Regions from separate parts of the Mus musculus genome. Here region 2 is linked to region 1. A link is a contact called in public HiChIP or PLAC-seq data. All regions are on one chromosome and are shown on one strand. Each heading gives the region's core, a stretch centred on a gene start, on an enhancer-like site or on the middle of the called end of the contact. The rest is flanking DNA. Distances are from core to core; before and after follow the strand shown. Region 1 has its middle 7.6 kb from the start of Gm30549. Region 2 has its middle 26 kb from the start of Gm40913.

Region 1 (4,030 bases), core at 1,132-3,631:
CCCCTGTAACTGTGAATACACCATAAATGCATAGAAATAGAAATGATTAGAAATAGCTGCAGGAGCCCAGATAATCAATATCAGCAGCATTTTTAAGTTTGACTCACTTTTAGTTTTTTAACCCTCAAGCTGGTTCTTGGCCAGACTTTACCTGGAGTAATGGTAGGTCTAGAAATATTTGGCCATCAATGCCATAGTCACAAATGAAGTCCTGTTTGTTTTGTTTTGTTTTCCAACTCCAATTTAGTATTCTCAAAGTTCTTGACCTTTAAGACCTAAGCCCCGTGAAAATAAAAGAAACACAACATCCCACTTCTCAACTTCTAAAAATTGGAAAACTTGTATGCTTAAAAGGGATAGAGCCTCTGCAGGACATGATGATACCTAGAGGTTAATTTTGTTTTGAAAGCCTTCGTTTACATCAGAATGGAAAAAGAAGCAAATAAGCACTATGACTGTATTTTAAACCCACTGCGTCGGATTTTTTTTTTCTTTGTAAAACATGATGTGGAATGTTTGGCTGGCTTCTTCCCATACCGTAGCACACCACACAGAGTGTTTTCTCTGGTTTTCAGTCATATAAGGAAGATGGGGTTGAGTCCGTCAAGCATACCAGGTCACAGATTTCATGAACTTATCTGCAACAACTACCAATAATATGTTCTCAGAAACAATGGGGTGAGGAATTACATGTGAGCAATAACCAGACAAGAATTGATATGGTTAATGTGCATTGCACTAAAATAAGGTAAAATTTGAACCACTAGGAGAAAGCATCAATTAGTTGTAATCTCAATTTTATTTCCGGGAACAATTTCCTAAAATATTAAGCCGTAACTACTATCCTTCAAAAGATATATAATTCATTTTTCTATATTCTTTTGACCATCGACATAATTTTTTAAAGTTCAAAAGGTTAAGGGTAGTCCTGTGGAGAGTCTGACCCTCCACCATCACAAGCAATATCACCTTCCCATCATGGTCACCATGATTATTTTCTTTTGCGTTTAATTCAAGTTTAGTGTCTGCCATGAAGCCCCAAATGATAGACTTAGTTTTGTTTATTTTCTAGCTTGGTACAAAGCTAGAAAAATTCTCTGGGTGTCTTTTTTTCATTAGAAAATTACAGTTCATTTTCCCTTTGCATGCGTGAACATGCTGTAAGTTTCTCGTGGGCATATGGATTCTAAGTTTGGGCAATTATGACGAGGCCTTCTGTGCACATAGTTTGGTACATGGACTCTTGTGGTACTTTACAGTTGAGGGGTGAATTGCAGTGGGCAGGGTTTCTGTGTTCTCCAATGCTGCTGTGCTAGGTGTTACTGTTATCAAATGCTTCCTGGGGGTGGGAGTGGGGTCCTTTTGGTCCATATCTGTAATACCACAGGTTCTGTTTTCACCAGTTTTGTGGGTTGATATTATTACTATTATTATTATTTATTATATTTGGCTATCTTTTAAAATTAATAGTAATGTTGAATATCAATGCTTATACATTAGAGGATCCTCTTTGTAATACAACACTGGGACGCTAACCCAGGGCCTCAGGCATGCTAGAATGTATTCTAACAGATAGTTACAACCTCCACATTATGTCTCCTAGTCTAAAACGCTTGTTCAAATATTTTGACAGCTATTAGTTAGATGACATTGATCTACAATAGTTCATAACAACCTTTGTATATTATGTTTTGTCACTTGTATGGGTAATCATTTTCCTCTGGCTCAGTTGTTTTATTCTTTGTTTTTAAATTTATTTAGTTATTTTATTTATGTCGAGTGTGCATGTGTGTATGTGTGTGCATTCATGTGTGTGTGAGTACATGCATACTCTCTTGTGTGTGTTTACATGGGGTTACAAAGACAGGAAGGGGCAGTCCGATTCCTTTGTGCTAGAATTATAAACATTTGGGGGCAGCACATCGTGGGTGCTGGGATCTGAACTTCTGTTCTCTGGTAATGGATTCTATAAACTGCTGTGTCATTGCCCCATGGGTGTATGGATTCTAAGTTTGGGGGATTCAAAAAAGAGAGAGAGAAAGAAATGTTGCTATGAACCTTCTGTGAATATATAAGACCTAGATTGTTTGTTGTACCTTTCTGTTCTCTTGCTGAAATCCTGGATTTCAAACAAGAAGTTTCTCTCTAAGATTGTTGCTTGCTTTAAGACAGCTTCTCCTACCTTGCAATTATGAAGATTTCTTTGTTTTTCTGAAGCTTTCTAGTTTCCAGCATGAACATGCATGTCTTTATCTGCCCTTGATTGGATTCTATGAAGGATTCTATTTCATTCTCACTTAGGCACTGGTGCCCAATTGTTCCCTTAGGTGCATTCTTGAACCCAACCCTTCCCTGCAGCTGTGGCTAAGGCTTCCATCCCTGACATTCACATCTGGCTTCTGGATTGGACTAAGCAGGAAACATTCCTTCAGAATCTTCATTAAGGTGTGTGAGTGAATTAGTATTCTCTTAGCTGTGGAAGAGGTCCACAGTGAATATCCACACCTTAGATATATTTACTTTAACTTTCGCTTTTGAGAAATAACACACTATTTATTGTGACCTCCAAGGCAAGCAAGTAGCTTGAGTGGAATACAGATACAAACCAATGGGAACCGTACAAGAACCATCATGTAAGCAAACTTTCAATGCCAACAAGATACAATTCTTCTATAAAGGTATTTGTGATTCTGGAGAAAACCATAGCTATTAGAGACCTTGCAGGAATGGTGTATACCTGAGAACATTAAGCACCTCAAATCTGGGGACAGGGGCAGCAAGGACCTTCTAATTACCTATGCAATGACTCCAAGGGATCCTAAAGGAAAATGCATGGGTTATCTCCATAGCAATATTACAGAAATCATCTCTGAGCAGCTTTTTACAACATCAGTCATACTTCTGGGAACAGCCACTGTAAAAGACAAGCTTCAATAGGTCAGGGGAAACTGAGGCAACAGTGTAGAGCTCACAATTGATCTCTCAGCAGACTTTTTTCTAAGGCAATAAACTCACTGGGGCTGGCATTCTCTGTGACTAGTGAGACTCCTTGAACTCTTTTGGGGTGGCAAGAATGAAAAAAGAAAGGTGGGGGGAATCATAAACACATGTACACACTAGGTGGATAGAACAAGACAAGCTCCAGCAACTTCACAACATGCACATATACATACATACATACATACATACATACATACATACATACATATTCACACATTAGGTAGACTGAGCAAACCTCCAACCACTTTACAAGCAAACACATACATGCATTTTTTTGGATGGATAGAACAAAGCTCCAACAATTTCATTTTTCCTCTCACAGCTTATACATCCCAACAAAATCTTTCAAGCAGAACAAAAATCACAATGTGGTGGCATTCTACTTTTCTTTTTGTGGATGATTATTAAAAAAACAGTATGTCCCCCAGCACCTTTACATAAAAATACATTTTATGTATTACAGGTGAAGAAAAAAGCAAATCATTCCCAAGAACGCACTTACATTCATAACTAAGAAACTTGCATATTAATGAGATATAAGCAAGCAAGGTAATTTTCTCAGTCAGTTTCTCTTTACTGGCAGGCTGAAATTTGTGGTTACAAAGAAAGAAAGAATCAATTATCTTAGTATTATCTTAGAAAACAATCTTATAAAAATCTTAAAAGAATCATAAATCTAAATGTGTATATAAAAAATAATCAGTCATTTCTTCTTTAAATCCTCAGGATGCACATCTATTCATTAACAATTTTCTTAATTAAAACATTTCAGGAAGCCAAGGGCAAAAATAGGGACAAGAAATTAATCATCACCTTGACCACCAGCCCCACTTTAGCAAAAGAGTCATGTCAGCCATGCTAGTTGGACTGCCATTGTTCTTGTTCCCTGACCTAAAGAAAAAAAAAATTCCCTAGTTCAACTATTAAAAGTGTGCCTTTCTGAAGTTCAAATTGTTTTCTAAGACTTTTCCACATCAGAGCCTTTGAACACAAAAAATATCTTAACCTAACTAACAATCTACTTCTGTAA
Region 2 (4,630 bases), core at 1,844-4,343, 230 kb before region 1:
GACCAGAATGGCATAGGAGGGCAATGCAGCCAAGTGAGTCCTTTAGAGCTCCTCTTGTGTCATGGGAGCATTTGTTGAGCCATGCAACGGCCTCTGGGGTATAGAATCAAAACAGAGTGACAGTTCCTTGCTTGTCTCCGTCAAAAAAATTGGAGTTCAGGATGCAAGGTTGCCAGGACTTGATGGACCATAAACACATCGAGATGGGAACCAAAGAAAATGGAGTCAGTATGCATTTTTTTTCTCCAAACCATTTCTCAGTCTTTAAGCTGTGCACGTGAAGAGTGAGATGCCAAGAAGCCAAATAAACACAGCTGTCAAGAGGCTTAAAAGCTAAGCCAAGATGCTGGCGTGCTTATAGTTCTGGGAAGGCAGAGCTTATAGTTCTGGCTGCTAAGGGGGAGGAGCCTTATGAAACCCTCATTGTCAGGTGAGTCCTGAAAACCAGTCCATAGGAGTAAGCAAACACAGGATAGTAGCTCTCATATGATATGCAACGTGGGCTGCAAGAGCCTCCACTCTGGCTGGGACACACCCGCACCTGCACACGCACACTCACAACTATCTCCTAGTGTTATATATCCTCCAGCTTTCCTGGAGGAAGATGATGTATTCTAATACCACAGAAGGTATTATATTTAACCCATTGTATTAATACCAGACGAATAATCCAGAGGGTCAGAGGTTCTGGCTGGTGAGGTGAAACAGGAGGGTAGTTTCCTGCCCTGTCAGGAAAAGGGTGGTGCTTCCATGGCCAATCATAAGATCTAGCTCTCGAAACTGATGTGGCCCAAATGTGAGGGAGAGCTGGACCAAGGCATTTAAAAAACTGGCCAGAAAGATCTAAGTAGAAGAGATGCTGGAGTCCATCCTTCCATGTGACTCTGCAAGGAAACTTGCCCGTCCTAGAGGATGAGGTTATTTCAGTCAAGGGCTCGTCACTGCCTTGCATCCTTTGGAAGATGGTTTGGCAACTTCTCACAAAGCCAAGCATGTTCTCACCACCCAACAGACAAACTCTTCAGGAGGTTTGGACCCAAAGATGGTAAAAGCTGAAGCTCATACAATAAACCAGCATCAGACCATTGATGCTATCAGCAGGTTTATTCTGGCCTGCTCAAGCGTGGAAGCAGTTAAGTTGCTCATCAAGAAGTGAATGGATAAAATGTAGCAAGTAAAGGTAATGGCGTTACTCAGTGGTGAGAGGGACTGAGTTAAGAAGTCATACAAAGACATAAAGAAAACTTAAACAAGTCAAAGAAGCCCGTCTGAAAGGTCTCCAGACAGACGACATGATTCTAAATATATAAAACTCTGGACAAGGCAAAAGTATGGGTACAGAGAAAAGGACAGAGGGTACTTAGGGTTAAAAGAGACAAGGGTGGTGGTGGTAAATAAGCAAAGCACAGAGAATTTTTCTGGGCATTGCAGTTACTCTGTGATGTGGTGCCAGGTGTTGAATCAAGTCAAAGTCTGTAGAACACACAACACTAAGAATCTGTAAACCCACTGGTGTTCTTTTACTCTGGTGGCGTGTTGATAAAGTACATGTTGATACACAAACAGGAACCACATCCTTGGCTTCTTGAATTAAACGTTAACCTATGCCTTCCTTTCACATTTCCTGTGAACCTAAAACTACTCTTCTAAAAAAAAAAATCCTCTTTGTGGCTCATCTGTTAGAAAAATCCAACCAAAGCCTTGCCAGAAGTATCTGTGAGGCACGCAGAAAATGCCCACGAGGGTCCAGCTGTATTTCTGGCACAGAGATAGTCTTGTTGTTTGGGTGACATTTTCCCCCAATGTTCTCTTCCCTACCCTGATCTGGGAGGGGTCAAAGGCAGTAGCAGGCAAGGTGTAGTGAAAAGAAAATGCTGGAGGAAGAGGAACAGAAAGCTTTCTGAAGTGTGATTGTGTTTGTAACCAAATAGCAGTGGACTGAGATATCATGACAAGTGTCTGCCTAAGGGCCCCAGGCACCTCACAAAAAGCAGACACAAACCATTCAGGTCAGGGGATCCCTCAGCAAGCCTCTCTAAATTCCCACAACACAATTTCAATTAAATATAAACCCCAAATTAATGTGTCAACACTCAAAAAAGGTGAGCCATAGCTGGTGAGATTAGACTAGAAATGGCTTTTCGTAACTCGATACTCCAGAGAGAAGATGGGAATTATCCATGAAGCCCTGTGATAAGAGCCTACAATCCCAGCCATGAGAAGGCTAAGGTAGAGAGATTGCTGTAAACTCCAGGTCAGCGTAGACTACAGGTGAAGACGTATCTCATACAAAACAAAACAGAACAGAACAAAACAACAGAAAACAAACAAAAGACACAACATATCACATTTCAGGAAAAAAAAAAGAATCACCAAAATGAGTGACAAAATAAGAGACTATTATCAATGACTTAAAACGATTTGAAAAATAGATAATGTAAGCAAAACTTCTGGAAAAGTACGAGACACTGAATGAAGATTTTTTTTTTTGAATGTCACATCTTTCACAAATTATGAAGAGTCTCCATGAATGAGAGGAGCCCCAGGAGTTGTTATCCACATACAGCAAGAAGTTAGAAAAATCACAGAAGACAGGAGTACATTCGTAGAAGGTTCGTAGAAGGTTCAAATGAGAGACTAGAGAGGATGGGGAAAGATGGACGATTTCATTCAGAAAGGGTAGAATGGGCAAAATACATTTCATTGTATTAATTAACTGATTGTTGTAGTATAAGAGACAAAGAGATAACCTTGAAGGCTTTAAAAAGAAAAGACAGATCATCTTCAAAGCATAAAGGGGTGGTTAATATTAAATTGTCAGCAGCACCAATTGAAACCAGTGGGCAAAAGAAAAGAAAATACGAGCATTGAAAATAGACAAGTGAATAGCTGTCCGAGAGTCTAACCACAAGACTACACAGAGATGGGCAGAATAAGACGAAATGTTTTCAAGCAAACGCTAAGAGGTATGCACTAAATGAAACGCCGAGTATCTATTTTAGAGAGAAGGAGACAGCTCTGGAAGAGACCTGTATTTAACTATTAAAAGCAGCGACAGTGGTGTCATCAGATCAGTGAGGTTTCTAAAACCTAGATGAGAAAGGCGTATGAGTTGGAAGAGAAACAACTGCGGTGCGGTTTGTAAGTTGGGTATCACTGAGGAGGGGAGCAGTTGGATTGAGTTTGGTGTGATGTTTAGATGGTTTATATGATAAGATTTACTCCCACTTCTGGCCACAGAAGGCACCTGTACACACACACACACACACACACACACACACACACACACCATCTAGAAAGCAGGAGGAGGTTGACATGAAGAGGAAGAAATAGGGGGTGGTAGGAAGAGAGGGGAGGAGGGGACAGAGGAAGAGAGAGAAGTTAAATCCAGAGACCTATGAAGAAAAATGCAGCTATTGTGCAGAATCAGGAAGCAGAAGTACTAGGATCAAAATAGACTAAATTTATTTAACTTTTTCAGCATTCACAATAAACAAAGAGGGACTAGACTTACCAATTTAAAGGCAGAGCTTAGTCAGACTGAGATATCAAACACCAGGCTATTTATTTGCTCTTTAGAAACAATCAACCAATTTACCCTTTAGATAAGAAGAAACAATAAACAACAATCAAGACATTGATTAAAAATAAAAGATAAACCAGACAAACTGAACAAGCCAAAACAAACAAACAAAACCAACCCAAAACCCCACAAATTCCAAGACAACCAGGATACTAGTGTAGAAAACAAAAGATAAGACAGCTTAATATAGAGGGTAACTAGGAAATGTTAAAAGATTCTATTCCCCAGCACATCATACCAATTATAAATTTATATGCCTCTAATAAAATAGTTATAAACACAGAAAGCCAAACACTACAAAAAAGAGAAACCTATCTTTCATTAAATTATCTGTCCTGTATTGGATTGGCTAACAAAACATAATAAAAGGCAGAGAAGGTTTGAAAACAGTTAACAATTCAACTAATGGGTATTACTGAGATTCAAATACTTTAATGAGAAATCACAAGAGTTTATGGAGTTCTGTATATGCCCCTAGACTTAGAGGCAATCTGGGAAAACTTCAAAGCTTTATAATCAGAGAGACAATATAAAATCATAATGAAAATACCAATTAATTAAACCTGAGGGTAAAGCTAACAAAACAAAACAAAACAAAACAAAACAAAATGGGGGGGTGTGTGAGGAAAATATGATTGACTATATGGAAAAATGGAGAAATTATTACAATCAAAAATGATTGACTATATGGAGAAATGTTTAGAATCACTGAATTTAAAAGCTATCTTAAGTTTTGGGAGAAAAGCAGCAATATGAATAAGCTTGAGGAAATAGAAGGAAAAAAAAAAAAAGAAGGATGAGCAAAACATAGCAGGGATAACATTCAATGCCAAAGCTTGGTTCAGAGCTTAGGAATACAGAAAGCACTCAATACATTTATGCTGTTAAAATGAGATATGACCCAAGTAGGCAATTGATAATAAAAAGGTCATAGATAAAGGAGGTGCAGTTGGAAAGAGTTCTGTGATCAATTATATGCCAATAATCAGAAAATTCAGACAAAAGACAGCTCTTCAGAACACCTGACTAAAATAAATCGCGGAAAAG

Evidence for each region. HiChIP or PLAC-seq counts read pairs in DNA pulled down with a chosen protein or histone mark.
Region 2: an H3K4me3 HiChIP or PLAC-seq map of the SCID.adh cell line shows a contact between it and region 1, with 10 times the contacts expected there. The contact joins two enhancer-like sites. A contact is called at or near these places in 1 of 15 datasets of contacts at CTCF or cohesin (CD8 T cells), 17 of 484 Hi-C or Micro-C datasets (the C2C12 cell line, CD8 T cells, the N1E-115 cell line and 12 more), 8 of 115 datasets of contacts at active chromatin or transcription factors (CD8 T cells, the SCID.adh cell line, Th17 cells and 5 more) and 1 of 9 other capture datasets (embryonic stem cells).

The regions. Positions count from the first base shown.
Region 1 is chr13:37,076,567-37,080,596 of GRCm38.p6, reverse strand. No RefSeq gene overlaps it. Among named protein-coding and RNA genes, the nearest start is that of Gm30549, 7.6 kb to the right of the region's middle. Within about 2 kb of position 2,381, at least 1 of the 459 cell types and tissues checked has an H3K27ac peak or open chromatin away from gene starts, as enhancers often do. A contact at or near this core is called in the SCID.adh cell line, where this site is marked.
Region 2 is chr13:37,305,119-37,309,748 of GRCm38.p6, reverse strand. No RefSeq gene overlaps it. Among named protein-coding and RNA genes, the nearest start is that of Gm40913, 26 kb to the left of the region's middle. Within about 2 kb of position 3,093, at least 10 of the 459 cell types and tissues checked have an H3K27ac peak or open chromatin away from gene starts, as enhancers often do. A contact at or near this core is called in the SCID.adh cell line, where this site is marked.